Linked DNA regions of Hordeum vulgare: regions 2 and 3 are each linked to region 1. A link is a contact called in public Hi-C data. All regions are on one chromosome and are shown on one strand. Each heading gives the region's core, a stretch centred on a gene start, on an enhancer-like site or on the middle of the called end of the contact. The rest is flanking DNA. Distances are from core to core; before and after follow the strand shown.

Region 1 (2,566 bases), core at 20-2,519:
CGTTGGAGGAGTAGGAAAGAGGAGAATTGCCTTCGTGCCGCCGACTTGCGGGCCAGGAAGAAGAGAAGAGCGGGCGTCGCGCGCGACGGTCCTATTTCCACGCTGACGCAAATCCGATACAAATTTGAGCCTGAAATGGGTTACGGACGGACGAAAAGGTAAGTTGGCGCGTTGGTCGGTGTTTTTTATCCACGACGATCCAAAGAGAGGCGCATGGACGAAATGAATCGTCCGGTTAAAGTTGCTCTTAGAGCACAAAAAGAAAAAGATAAAAGATAAAAACCAAAAATCCTTTTACTCGAATCTTCTTAAAAGAGAAGGATGCACATGGTACCGAAACGCTAGATCAACGACGGGATCAGATGGCCAGTCTTCAGTTACCTTCACTGTTCAATCCGTTCAAACGACCGGGCAGGTGCGAGTACAATACAATTCAAAGTTGTATACAGTAGTGCTCCAGTATAGGTGCACATGTCCTAGAGCTACCACTCACTAGCCAATACAGTAGTCATTAAGACATGTTTAGTACATCATCATTATGAGTGGTACTTATACGGAGGAATCAGGGTTAGATCGGCACAATCAATCGGAACTAAATACCTGCTCGATCTATAGCTGCTACAACGCAGGACATGTTCCCCCTGAGCTGGTTAACGTTGACGGCCAAACTGGCTGCGTCCTGAAATTAGTAGTGCGAGGACACAACCGCCTCCCTCAAAGTCATGCTTAATTAGGGAGCGGGTACGTACGTGGACAGGTACTCGATCTGTATTATTCTACGTATATACGCTGTAGTATTAATCATCTTCCATTCATGTGCTGCACAACTGTCTCCCCAACGGCATTCCGGTCAGGGAATATATATCAGCGCCGCACATGATTTTTCTCTCTGCATGATTAATCCCCGGGAGAATATAGTGAGTACCGGTCGTACTACTGCGCTCTGCTTAATGTGATTACTAATCTATATGATTCGTACGTGATTAGGGCCGGCCGTTGTCGTCCCCTTATCTGTCTCCGGGGAGCGCCCATCGCCCATGTGCCAAAGTTCTGAATCATACGGCTCGTGCACTTTGGCACGTACAGAAGGGATTAATGAGTAAGTAACGCTGATGTTTGGGGTGATGAGGGGCGAATCTGCTTGTGAAACACAGGTTGGTTGATTGAAGAGATGAAACCAAAGGTGGCGAGGCAGCATGATGAGGGCGTGCTGCGGTGGCGCAGGGCGGTGATGATGGTGGAGGAGTCACCACACCACAGCAGCACCAGCATGGCATGGGGATCTGGGTGCGGGGTGAGGTCAGCTCAAGGGGGTGCGTCGTCACTCGGCTGGCACGTGAGAGAGGGACGGCGGATCCTCCAAAGCCGTCGGAGCAGTCATCCATCCATCCATCCATCCGTCGGCCCGCCCGCCTGCGCTCCGGCATTCATTGTCCCAGCGTATCTTTTGACGTACGCTGAACTCGAGGCGGCCATTGCTGGCTGCAATCACATCTGCATGCCTGCATCTCTGCCGCGATCTGCTTGTAGCTCGACTCCACGTCGATCCACCGGCTGCAGCTAGCTGAACCCGTCGACGTTCGTGCAGATATTTTCGCCTTCTGAATCTCCATTGCTGGAGCGCGTCGTTGCATTGGCTCGCATCTCATGTGTTTTTCGAGCATGATGTTCATTTGGTTCAGGCACTCTTGAGTACCGGCTGCCAGCCAGCTGAAACCTGAGAGTGCCATGGCCCGTCCGAGTCCGAGTCCGACCGTCCGGCAACGCCTGGTTTCCTTCACGCAGTGCTGCGAGTACCACATGCCATGCATGCATGCACATCGGCGCGGAACTGTGCTCCTCCGGCCGCGCGAACGGAACAAGCAAACCCATCCAAATTTCGCAATCACGCGCGCGCATGCAGGACACGCATGAGTTTTTCAAACAAGGACACCCCATGATTGCCCAAGCAAGAACAAGGACTATCCAACAACAACCACAAACCCTTCAGAGATCCCCTCCCTGAATCCGCATGGATGGATATGTCTGCGTGCCCCGGCCGGCCGGCCGGCCCTTGAGTGGGCGACGAACGAGACGCACATCGAGCATCCGTCGATGGCGGAAAAGATGGAGGAATAACGAGCCTTGGAGCTGATAAACAGTGGTGCTTGCCTGCCTGCCTGCATTGGCTCGTCAGTCAGTCAGTCGGATAAGTGCATCCATAGATGCACGATAGATCGACATGAGCATGAGCGGCGACGTGACACGGCCATGCTGCTCGTATGTTTAGCGGCCAATGATGGCTTGCTTTTGAACAGTTCCCCGATTAATTAACCACATGGCGCTAGCGTGCGTGCATGCACCGTGCATGTGGTGTGCTTACCACTGCGCGTAGGGAGACAGGGCCATGCATTTGCACGGCGCATACACATGCTGATGCATCTGGCTGCCCGATAATGGCTGCGTAGAAAACTAGCCACCAGCAGGCCAGGGATCGGCTGGACGTCTTACTATATATCCACACCAACAGTGTGGAGCTAGCACTGACGACCGGCCTCGTCTCACTCTCACGATCAGGAGGAGTGGA
Region 2 (2,566 bases), core at 23-2,522, 230 kb after region 1:
CCCCCTCCATTCCCTACCCCTCCCAACCCTAGCCGCCCCACTCCCTCCCCCTCCCTTCCTCGCCGCCACGTGAGGCAGCCACCGGGCAAGACCGGGGCGCCAAGGATCGTGGCGGCGGGGCCTTGGCTTGGCTGCCCTGCGTCTGCGTGGGGAACTCCGGATCTGGAGCGGCGGCTCCATGGATGAGGCACGACAAGCTAGCAGCCGTGGGGGCGGTGGATCTGGAGTCCGGGCCGTGCGGGCGGCGGGATCCGGTGGTCGTTGGCGGCCGGCGGCGGCTTCTGCGGTTGCCGGTGCGCGCGATCTGGCGCATCCCCTCCTCCCATGTTTGGCGTGCGGTCTAGCCTGGTCGGACCGCGCTTCCTTGGGTCGCCGGTTCTGTACATGAGGCACTGCTGGTGGCGGGGATCTAGTTCGGGCGAAATCCCTGGCTGACCATGGCCGGCCGCGTCGACGGCGACGCCTGAGGGCGTCGTTCCCCTCCTTGGAGGCGTCGGTATGGTGATCCCCTCACTTCCCCTTCCCCTAGGTCTCCTGGGCGAAAGCCCTAACTTTGTTGGGCGGCGGCAACGCTCACTGCGTCGTTCCCTTCTTGAAGGCGCTGCTTTGGGAACCCTGGGGTTGGGTGGCGCTTGTGGGTGGTGGGCGACGGCGGTGGTGCGGCCCTATCCTAGCATGGATCTCGGTCCGTTGCTTGGAGATGGACTCGCGTAGGTGGAGGTCGTCGTCTGGCGTCATGGTGGCGTCGATGGCGGAGGCACCTGCCAAGGCTGGCACCTCAATCTGCTTTGAAGATTTACCAGTGGAAGATGGTGGCGGTGACACATGTGTGTGCGTCAGACCGGTTTGTGCCCCTGACCCGGTATGTGGCTCGGTCGGGGCCTTCGGTTTTAGATGTTAGGCCTAGGTGAGAAGTCTGGGTATTTGGCTCAGCTTGCACCCCTTCATCATATGGATAGGAGTAACGGCAGATGTTGTCAAGATGGCGGATTCAGGCATATTGTTGCACTACTTTGTAAGGTCCTCGAAAATAATCAATAAAATGATCGCATGCATCTTCCGGATGCAGAGACCGGGGGTTATCCTCCTTTTCCAAAAAAAAAAAAGCTGCCCTTGTCCGATCCATTGACACCGATGGCTCCAAATCAGACATTGCCGACGAGGCCATATATATCTAGCGGAATGCCTCCAAGAAAAAAGTACAACACAGTGTACATTGCAAGGAGATTGTGCAATGATCTGCTGGGAATAGTCGACAGGAGATGTCTATTCTTGGCCACAAGATCCAGCACCAAAGGCCGTGTGGAAAAGGGGAGAGGTCGTTCAGTGCTGGTCCATGGTTTGGTAAGCGGCCGGGGTGACAATTTCATAGCAGATTCGTCCTTAGCAAGAGATGAGGATACGAAAAAATATCTCCTCTCATAGAAGCAAGTCCAAAGAGCTTTATTTGTCATTTAAATTCCTGTCTGTGTCTGAACATTTATACAATCGTCACTTTTGAGGTGTACTTAGGTAGGAATACTGCTATCTACCAGTATTATTTATTTTGTACGGATCCAAAATTTCAGTTTTTGCCTCCCATGTTCACAGAGTGCTTTGTACGGTTCAGCTTTTAAGGCCTACTGGCCCTTATAGTTATAGCACAGCCATTAAGTTTCGTGTAGTACGGTTCATTTCTCTTTTTCTGATTTCCTTCATTTTTTCTTTTACGTTTAATAATTCACAAATATTTTTAAATGTTCTAAATATGTATTTATTCCTTTGTTATTTTACAGTTTCCTGTTCTTTTTATTTTTTATTATTTTATTTTTCATGCAACGCATGAATATCTTTTTAGAAGATACATGACCAACTATTTTGAGAATCATGTTTTTGTTCAGAATGAACATCTACATTGAGACATATGAACATTCTTTTCTTATACAAGGACATCTAATATAAATACATGCCTTTTATTTCATCTTTGAAAAAATGTATACATGTAAAAAAAATCAAAACATCAACATCTACTTAATATGAAGATATATTTTCAAATTATAACTTTTGCAAGATACATGTACCTTTTAAAAAATACACAATGTGCAACATTTTTTCAAAGATCTTGGAGATTTTTTATGGATGTGCAACATTTTTATGTAACACATGAACATTGTTTCACTATGGTTTTTTGTACAAACACTGGTTATTGGGCCAAATCGAACTAGGCTGTTTACAAAACATTGTAGGCGAGCTGTGACTGCAGCTAGCATGCAGTATTTTGGAATGCCTACCTTTTTTCTCCTGGAGAGAAAGAAACACCCAAGCTTTATATTAATCAATGAACATAGAGTTTACACAGTCTGAGGGCTCCAAAAGCCACAAACGGCCCTGGATATCAAACTAAAAGGGTTTCTAGCATTAACATTAGAATATCTTTGTTCCAGACAGAAAAAGACATTTTTCGTCATCACTCTTTAAGTCTTCATCTATCAAATCTCTACGATCAACATAGCTATTACCCCTTACCATTCGTGTATGCTTCACATCATGGTTGCGCAATATGAGCATCGCCAGCGGACACCCTCCT
Region 3 (2,566 bases), core at 38-2,537, 170 kb after region 1:
AAAGGTTCATTTTCTTGGTTTGTAGTTTACCTTTGTACATAGTCCTTGTATAAACCCCTTAATTCACTGTAAGCTCTTGAAGCTCTCACATTCAATTGAGGTATACAATTTAAGAGTTTGCCCCATGATTTTGAATTAGTCATTGTATCAATGGGTCAATTTGGTCACTACATGGGATTTTTTTATCGCATGTGTCGAAGTTAATTCCGGCAAATCCCTATATAATCCGATTGAAAAGAATATCTCTTGGAAACCAAATTTTGGTGGAAACTAGTGAGAACCACGCCGAAACGATAATTTTGAATTTTTTGTAAAAATCTCTAAATAATACGGGATGTAAATTTCGCAAGTTCAGTCACATTATCACTTACAACGTACGTTTGTTTTCTTCCAAAATCGGCATTGAATAGTTGCCCAACAATAAATATCTCTATTTATTGCTGAATTTGTTCTTTTCATAGCTTGTACAACGCAACTCTCCTGTCAGGTTTCAAGAAACATTATAACCTCTATTCCAGATGGCATACGTGATTAGCAATCTAGAGAGAGAGGGAGTTGATTGTAAATTTGTAATACTCCCTTCGTCTTAAAAAATTTGTCTTAGATTTGTTTAGATATGAATGTATCTAGTCACGTTTTAGTATTTTGATACATTCATTTCTAGAGAAACCTAAGACAAGAATTTTGGGATGGAGGAAATACAACATGCTTTATGTTTTTTCTAGAACTTGCATGGTTTATGTAGTACTCCTACTAGCCATAATTCAGAAATCAGGGAGCAAGTACTGAAGGGCAGGAGCACATGCCGTGTATGCTGCGGAGTGGTCAGACAGAGCAAGGGCAAGCTCCCAGCGAGCTTCCCGGCCCGGGCGAAGAGGAACAATTGATGTGAGGCCACACGATGGCCCCGCGCGCGTACGCGCGTACACTCAACGCTCAGGGGGGCCAGCGGCGGCGCCGGCGCCCCGGTCCAGCGGGCTCCAGCAGCAAGCAGCGGTTAACGGAGAAGGGCCCAGGCGTACTGTTCCTGTGCACTGGAGCCGTGGCCTCCTCCGTTGATGAGTGACCAGTTCCCGTTTTGTTTGTTGTAGCTTGTAACCGTCGCATCTGATGGTGCCGGCCGGACAAACCCCAGGCACCACCCATGTGCTTCATGTTAGCGTTAGGTTTGCCATTTCCGTTCCTGCAACCGGCCGGTAGTCGGTAGATCGACGGCACTACGTACGTCGAGCGGTCGCCGTCGCTGGTCGTTTTTGGTTGGTGCTGGCGACTGGCGTTGCAGGGGTGGCTTGGCTTAGATCTGATCGACCATGCATTATCGTGTTGTGCATCCAGCTAGCATGCGTGCCGGCCGGTGGGGGCTCGATCAATCATGCAAAATAATGCGTGCAGCTGGAGGACGGCGACGGATCCGTGGAGTTGCTAGCCGATTGGAGTGCAGTTCCCATCGGTTTGAATCAGTCGATAATCAATCAACCGGTCGTTGGCAGCATGCAGGCAGGTGCAGCAGAGCGGATGTCCTCCAACGCGACATGCCTTGTTCTCTTCCATTCTCCGGTGTGTGTGTATTATTGGACTATTGGATCAGCTGCCTGCATGTGTAGCCCGACGTCGTAATGTTTTTGTTTTGAGCTCGGTTTTGTTATATACTAACAAATATGCCCGAGCATTAGGAGAAAAATATATTTGATGCCTATAGCGATTCATTCTTGTTGTCTTCTCTTTTTAACATTGTCTTCTATGATGGTCAATCCCTTGGCGACGAGTTGGTCATAAATGAAATAGTTTACGTATAAATTGGTAGAGTAGATATATTACGACATAAAGTTAACCTTCGTCAGTCAAGTTAGTGCTCCCTCCGTCCCAAAATTCTTGTCTTAGCTTTGTCTAAAAATGGATGTATCTAAGTACTAAATTTGACTAGATACATTCGTATCTAAACAAATATCAGACAAGAATTTTGGGACGGAGGGAGTACTTATTACAACGAATATATTAGAAACATGCATGATCATTCTCCAAAAACTACTGTGGTAAACTAAAAGAAACCACACTTTTAATTAGCAAGGGATTTTAATCACTTTCATTACTACAACTCAGGTAGTGATTTTTAGTTTTTAGATAATTAAAAATGTGATATATATTGAGAATATAGTAACTTACGTCAAGAAAATAATTCTAGAAAACCATACACTTGCACACACCTTCGAACAACATTTTTTTTCCTATTCCTACTATACATCGCCTCGTACGTGTACACAATGTTTTTTTTTGATATGAAGGCAATTAGGCGTTGCTTTCATTGATAAAGGAGTGTGTTCGGTACATGGAAATCCAATACAGGGAAAGATAAAAATAGAAAGAAAATAGAGAATTGTGGTTCTGAAAGTTATTTACATAGTATAGTTTTGCTTGTTCGGAGGTTGTTGCTATTGGAAGAAATTCCCACATAGCTTGTTCTCTGTGAAACTTTGCAAGGCAATTACATGTTGTAACTGATGTCAGCGCTAACCATTCAACAAATTCGGTCTTGAATTCCTTTAGAGAGCCGCATGTGTTAAGTACT

Evidence for each region. A called contact is a pair of places that touch in the nucleus more often than the background predicts.
Region 2: a contact with region 1 is called in a Hi-C map of leaf, with 5 times the contacts expected there. The contact joins two enhancer-like sites. A contact is called at or near these places in 2 of 6 Hi-C or Micro-C datasets (leaf and seedling).
Region 3: a contact with region 1 is called in a Hi-C map of leaf, with 3 times the contacts expected there. The contact joins two enhancer-like sites. A contact is called at or near these places in 2 of 6 Hi-C or Micro-C datasets (leaf and seedling).

The regions. Positions count from the first base shown.
Region 1 is chr2H:31,004,337-31,006,902 of MorexV3_pseudomolecules_assembly, forward strand. No RefSeq gene overlaps it. Among protein-coding and RNA genes, the nearest start is that of LOC123424639, 34 kb to the left of the region's middle. Within about 2 kb of position 1,270, at least 3 of the 3 cell types and tissues checked have open chromatin away from gene starts, as enhancers often do. A contact at or near this core is called in leaf and seedling, where this site is marked.
Region 2 is chr2H:31,234,094-31,236,659 of MorexV3_pseudomolecules_assembly, forward strand. No RefSeq gene overlaps it. Among protein-coding and RNA genes, the nearest start is that of LOC123424640, 17 kb to the right of the region's middle. Within about 2 kb of position 1,273, at least 2 of the 3 cell types and tissues checked have open chromatin away from gene starts, as enhancers often do. A contact at or near this core is called in leaf, where this site is marked.
Region 3 is chr2H:31,176,249-31,178,814 of MorexV3_pseudomolecules_assembly, forward strand. No RefSeq gene overlaps it. Among protein-coding and RNA genes, the nearest start is that of LOC123424640, 75 kb to the right of the region's middle. Within about 2 kb of position 1,288, at least 3 of the 3 cell types and tissues checked have open chromatin away from gene starts, as enhancers often do. A contact at or near this core is called in leaf and seedling, where this site is marked.